Regions from separate parts of the Canis lupus genome. Here region 1 is linked to region 2. A link is a contact called in public Hi-C data. All regions are on one chromosome and are shown on one strand. Each heading gives the region's core, a stretch centred on a gene start, on an enhancer-like site or on the middle of the called end of the contact. The rest is flanking DNA. Distances are from core to core; before and after follow the strand shown. Region 1 holds the start of C29H8orf37 (protein C8orf37 homolog). Region 2 holds the start of TP53INP1 (tumor protein p53-inducible nuclear protein 1).

Region 1 (2,700 bases), core at 78-2,577, 280 kb after region 2:
GGGGATCGAGGCTGGGATCCGGGGCTGGGATCGGGGCTGGGATCCGGGGCTGGGATTGGGGCTGGGATTGGGGCTGGGATCGGGGCTGGGACCGGGGCTGGGGATCGAGGCTGGGGATCGAGGCTGGGACCGGGGCTGGGATCGGGGCTGGGGATCGGGGCTGGGATTGGGGCCTGGATCGGGCTGGGATCGGGGCTGGGATCGGGGCTGGGATCCGGGGCTGGGATCCGGGGCTGGGATTGGGGCCTGGATCGGGCTGGGATCGGGGCTGGGATCGGGGCTGGGACCGGGGCTGGGGATCGAGGCTGGGGATCGAGGCTGGGACCGGGGCTGGGATCGGGGCTGGGGATCGGGGCTGGGATCGGGGCTGAGGATCTGGGGCTGGGATTGGGGCTGGGACCGGGGCTGGGATCGGGGCTGGGGATCGGGGCTGGGGATCGGGGGTGGGGATCGGGGCTGGAGATCGAGGCTGGGACCGGGGCTGGGGACCGGGCCCGGGACCGGGGATCGAGGCTGGGACCGGGGCTGGGATCCGGGGCTGGGATCGGGGCCTGGATCGGGGCTGGGATCGGGGCTGGACCGGGGCTGGGGATCGAGGCTGGGGATCGAGGCTGGGACCGGGGCTGGGATCTGGGGCTGGGATCGGGGCTGGGATCCGGGGCTGGGATCGGGGCTGGGACCGGGGCTGGGACCGGGGCTGGGGATCGAGGCTGGGGATCGAGGCTGGGACCGGGGCTGGGATCGGGGCTGGGGATCGGGGCTGGGACCGGGGCTGGGGATCGAGGCTGGGGATCGAGGCTGGGACCGGGGTTGGGATCGGGGCTGGGGATCGGGGCTGGGATCGGGGCTGAGGATCTGGGGCTGGGATCGGGGCTGGGACCGGGGCTGGGATCGGGGCTGGGATCAGGACTAGGGACCGGGGGCTGGGACCGGGGCTGGGACCGGGGCTGAGGACCGGGCCCGGTCCCGGGGTTGGGACCGGGGCTGGGACCGGGGCTGGGACCGGGGCTGGGACCGGGGCTGGGATCAGGACTAGGACCGGGGGCTGGGACCGGGGCTGGGACCGGGGGCTGGGACCGGGGCTGGGACCGGGCCCGAGCGCGGGCGGGCGGGCAGTGGGCCGGGGCGTGGAGCGGGCGCTACGAGGCCGGCCGCCCCCTCCCGCCTGTTAACCTGAGGGTCTCCTCCGCCGCGGCCCGGTCCCGCTCGGTGCCGAGGACGCCGCCGCCGCAGCCTCGGGGCCGCCCGGCCGCGCCCCGCCTCAGGGGGCCTGGTCGGCAAAACTTGGACTCGACCTCGTCCAGGAGCTCGTCCAGGCCCTCCGCCATCTTGGACCGTGACGTCTTCCCCCTTCGCGTCGCGGCGACGCCGGGCGGTTTCCAGGGGCAACGCGAGGCTACGCCGAGCGCGCCCGGCCCCCCCCCGCCCCCCCCCCCCGCTCCGCGCCCGCGCATGCGCTCTCGGTGCCAGGGCGGCCCGGGCGTGCGAGGTGTCGGGGAGCTCGCGCGGCGGGGGGCGCGGGGCGCGGGGGGCGCGGGGGGCGCGCGGGGCGTCCCCGGGGCGCGGGGCCCGAGCTGTCCGCTGCTGCGGGAGCCCGCGGCGCTGTGCTTCCCCGCGCTGCAGGCCGCCGAGCTGCGCCCGGTCTCCCCCTCCCGGACCCAGGTCGTAACCGCAGTCCCGGGCTCCGGGCCTCCCTGGCGCGCTGCTCCTGCGGCCCCGCGGGGGTTCCCGGGCTGCGTCCCCGCCGCGCACGAGTCCCTTAAAGAAGGCGCGGGAGGGGCGGCGGCGAAGTCCTCCAAGCGGAGGCCAGTGTCGGCTGCAAGAAAACGAAGGGAGGCGCGGGGAGCGCCGCCGCCCCGTAGTCGGCAGGATTCGAACCTGCGCGGGGAGACCCCAATGGATTTCTAGTCCATCGCCTTAACCACTCGGCCACGACTACTGCTGCTGCGGGCTGCGGCGGCGAGGCCTATGTAGCGGCGCGGGCACGTGTCCGGGCGGGGCGGCGGGAGGCTCCCGAGCCCCGAGCGCGCTCCGAGCCCCGGCCCCGCCGCCCGCCGCCCGCCGCCCCGGAGAGCGCCCCGGAGAGCGCCCCGGAGAGCGCCCCGGAGAGCGCCCGAGCCCTTCTCCGCCGCCATCCGGAAGACTCGGAGTTGGTGCAGTCGGGGTTGCTCGGCGGGGCCGGGGCGGGGGCACAGCGCGCTCGCGGTCCCCCGGGTCCCCCAGGTCCCCGAGGTCGCTGAGGTCCCCGAGCCGCCAGCCCCGCCCCCCGCCCCGCCGTGCACCTGCCGCGGCGCGCGGGACCCCCCGTTCCGTGGACGCGGCGCTCGGACGCTCCCGCGACCCGGGTCACAGCTCCCGAGGCCCCAGTCCCGGCGGCGTGCGGCGGGATGCGCGCGCTGCCCCCCTGGGAAGCCCCCTGGGGTGGCCCCTGAGACGCCCGCCTGGGATGGCCCCCTGGGGTGCCTCCTGGGATGCCCCCCCTGAGATGCCCCCCTGGGATGCCCCTGGGGTGCCCCCTGAGGTGCCCCCTGAGATGATGCCCCCCTGCGATGGCCCCCTGGGGTGCCCCCCTGGGATGCCCCCCTGAGATGCTCCCCTGGGGTGCCCCCCTGGGGTGCGTCCTGGGATGTTCCCCCTAGGATATCCCCCTCGGGATGCCCCCCTGGGGTACCCCCCTGAGATGCCCACCTGGGATGGCTC
Region 2 (2,700 bases), core at 167-2,666:
TTTGGGTCCAAATGTCTGTATCTGCAAAATGTTTAAATAACAACTAGACCTATAATCTGCTGAAGACTTGTATGTGACAGTGAGTTGAGGTACTTACTTGTCATGTTTTACTAATAGGAAACTGAGGCTCAGAAATTAAGTAACTTGCTCGAAAGTGACAGAGCCGGTCAGGTGCGTAGCCAGCATCCCAGCATAAATCTGGGCGGTTCCAAGTGTCTTGCTTTCCCTGCACACGATTGCTCAGGCTCCTTTTCAGCCTCAGCTCTGGGTCTATGAACTTCAAAGAACAGTGCTTTTCAGTTAGTCTTGGCTGCCAGTAGGCGGCTCCAAAAACAACATTTTTAAATCAAAAAAAAAAAAAAAGCCAAGCCTACAACTTTGATGATCTAACTTCGAACTGTGTGTACAGTTGTGGCTTCTTGATAGTTTCGAAATATCAGGTGGCTGAACTAACACATCTTCACTGAAAAGCAGCCTCAAAATGTTTTTTCTCTTTATAGTCTACCCTATTTTAGAAAAATAAATATGCTGGTTCCGGTAATTTCAAACTGATTGTAAACTGCAGAAAAACCAAGCCAAGAAAGTTGTCTTTGCTTGTTCCGCTTCTACTCAGACTGTTCAACTGGTCTCACGGGGTTTTTCTCCCAGAGACCCAGCACTGTCTGCCCCGAAGGACGAATGACAATGGACAAAAGACAGCCGTGAGTGGGAATTCCTAGCCTCTTAACCTTACATTTTTAAAGCAGGACCATTCCCAAGAGAAATATGAGGGAACAATTGAGTGAGCAAGCTTCCACAGAGAAGAACAAAAGAGAGGATGAAAAAAGCAGAAGAGATCTTGGTCACATAAACTACGGAGGTCCCGGTTCCGGCTTAGGGCCCTTAAAAATCATGCTGCCAGTTGAGAATGATAGTGGCTGTGACTTAAAATCAAATGCTTCCCAGGGATTCTCACATTTGCAATGAACAAGGCATTTCAATGACCAATCAGATGATTTCAGGATCTTGGGGGAACCTCATTATTCCTGCTCAAGGACCCCATGGGTCGCTTTCTCCTCCCCTTTTCCAAAAGCACTCTGCATTTAGAAAAGGCCCATTTAGCAACCAATGCCCCATACCTGGGAGTTGCAGATGGAACAGGCTCTTCCTTCGCCTACCCTAAACTGGAATTAACACAGGAGAGGATGGGGAGAGGCAGTTGGGAAGGTCACTAGGGAACGAGGCATGCCCACGTAAAAGCCATCTGCACCCCTTTCCTCTCAATGGGCTGTGTGGCCTCCAGCGAAGGACTTACAGCCCCCGGGCCTCGGGTCCCTAACCGCGGGCTAGGACTGGCTGTCCCGGGCCTCGGGTCTCTAACCGCAGGACGGTACCAGCTGCTGAGCTCTCGGCGGTGGTCGGCGGCAGGGGTCACAGGGCCGGGGGTGCGACCCGCGGGCGAGGCCGGTCCCCGCACAGGTGCGGCAGCCCGGGGGCCGGGGGGCTCGGGGCCTGCGCGCGGGCGGACACCCCTCGCCCTGAGGTCCCGCGGAGGGGGGCGGGCGCGTCGGCCCCGGAGGCCGGGGAGTGGGGTGCGGGGCGCGGGGCGCGGGGCCGAGGCCGGAGCCAGGCCAACGGCCGAGGGCAGGGGGCGGGGGGCGGGGGGGGGGCGCAGGTCCCGCCGCGGGCACGGAAAGCGGCGGGGTTCGGGGAGGACGCGGCCGCGCGGCCCCCGCCCCCGCCCCCCGCACTTACGTGGGCCCGGCCGGCGGGGCGGGGCGGGTCGGGTCGGGTCGGGTCGGGGTCGGGCCGGGGCCGGGCGGCTGTGCGGGTGCTGCACCCCGGGCCGCCGGCCGCCCGCTCGCTCCTTTTGTTGTTGTGCTGCGCTCGGAACAGCTGATCGCCGCGCGCCCCGCCCCGCCCCTCCCCGCCCCTCCCCTCCCCGCCCCTCCCCGCGGGGCGCGCCAGCCGGGCCCCACCAATCGGCGGCGCGGGGGCCCCGGGGCCGTCCTGCCACAGGTTGTCACCAACGCACGTGACCTGGCGCCCGGCCCGGCGACGCGCTCGAGTTAGAAACAAGCCCGGGCAACAAAGCCGGGCGCCGAGGGGCGAGCGGAAGGGAGGGGAGGGGGGGAGCGGGGGGGAGGGGAGGGGAGGGGAGGGGGCGGCCCGGCGGGAGCACCCACGGGAACCCGCAGAGGCGCGAGCTACAGCCCCGACCTCCGCGACCCGCGCGACCCCCGCGACCCTGTGCCCCAGGCAGGGCGGGGTGGGGGTGGGGGTGGGGTGGGCCCAGAGGGACGGAAGCCGTTTCTTCTGCGGAGGAGCATCCAGGCCGTTGCGAGGGATGGAGGCCCGAGACCCCGGGGGGCCGTGCACGCCCGTGTAGGGGCGAAGCCTTCCCCGTGGCCCCGCAGACGCCGGTCCCGTCCTTGGCGTCCTGGGAAACCAAGTGTGGCTCCAGGTGGGGGCGGGGGCGGCCCGCGGAACCTCCCCTCGAGCCAGGCCCATCCCCCTGGGCCCCTGTGCTAACCCCTGTGCTAACCGACCCGGGGCAGGGGTCCCTGGCCGGGGTGTGTGTGTGTGTGTGTGTGTGTGTGTGTTCCCACCAGTGTGTGTGTTCCCGCTGTGTGTGTGTGTCTGTGTGTTCCTGCTGTGTGTGTGTTCCCACTGTGTGTGTGTGTTCCCGCTGTGTGTGTCTGTGTGTTCCCGCTGTGTGTG

What was found. A called contact is a pair of places that touch in the nucleus more often than the background predicts.
Region 1: a contact with region 2 is called in a Hi-C map of blood, with 4 times the contacts expected there. The contact joins the promoter of C29H8orf37 here to the promoter of TP53INP1 in region 2. A contact is called at or near these places in 3 of 9 Hi-C or Micro-C datasets (amygdala and blood).

The regions. Positions count from the first base shown.
Region 1 is chr29:40,526,958-40,529,657 of UU_Cfam_GSD_1.0, forward strand. C29H8orf37 (protein C8orf37 homolog) reads right to left here and starts at 1,328. Exons shown (of 7, transcript XR_005381266.1): 1 at 1,174-1,328. TRNAS-AGA (a tRNA gene) reads right to left here and starts at 1,939; the gene lies at 1,858-1,939.
Region 2 is chr29:40,245,373-40,248,072 of UU_Cfam_GSD_1.0, forward strand. It overlaps TP53INP1 (tumor protein p53-inducible nuclear protein 1), which reads right to left and starts at 1,417. Exons shown (of 5, transcript XM_038579803.1): 1 at 1,119-1,417; 2 at 98-277.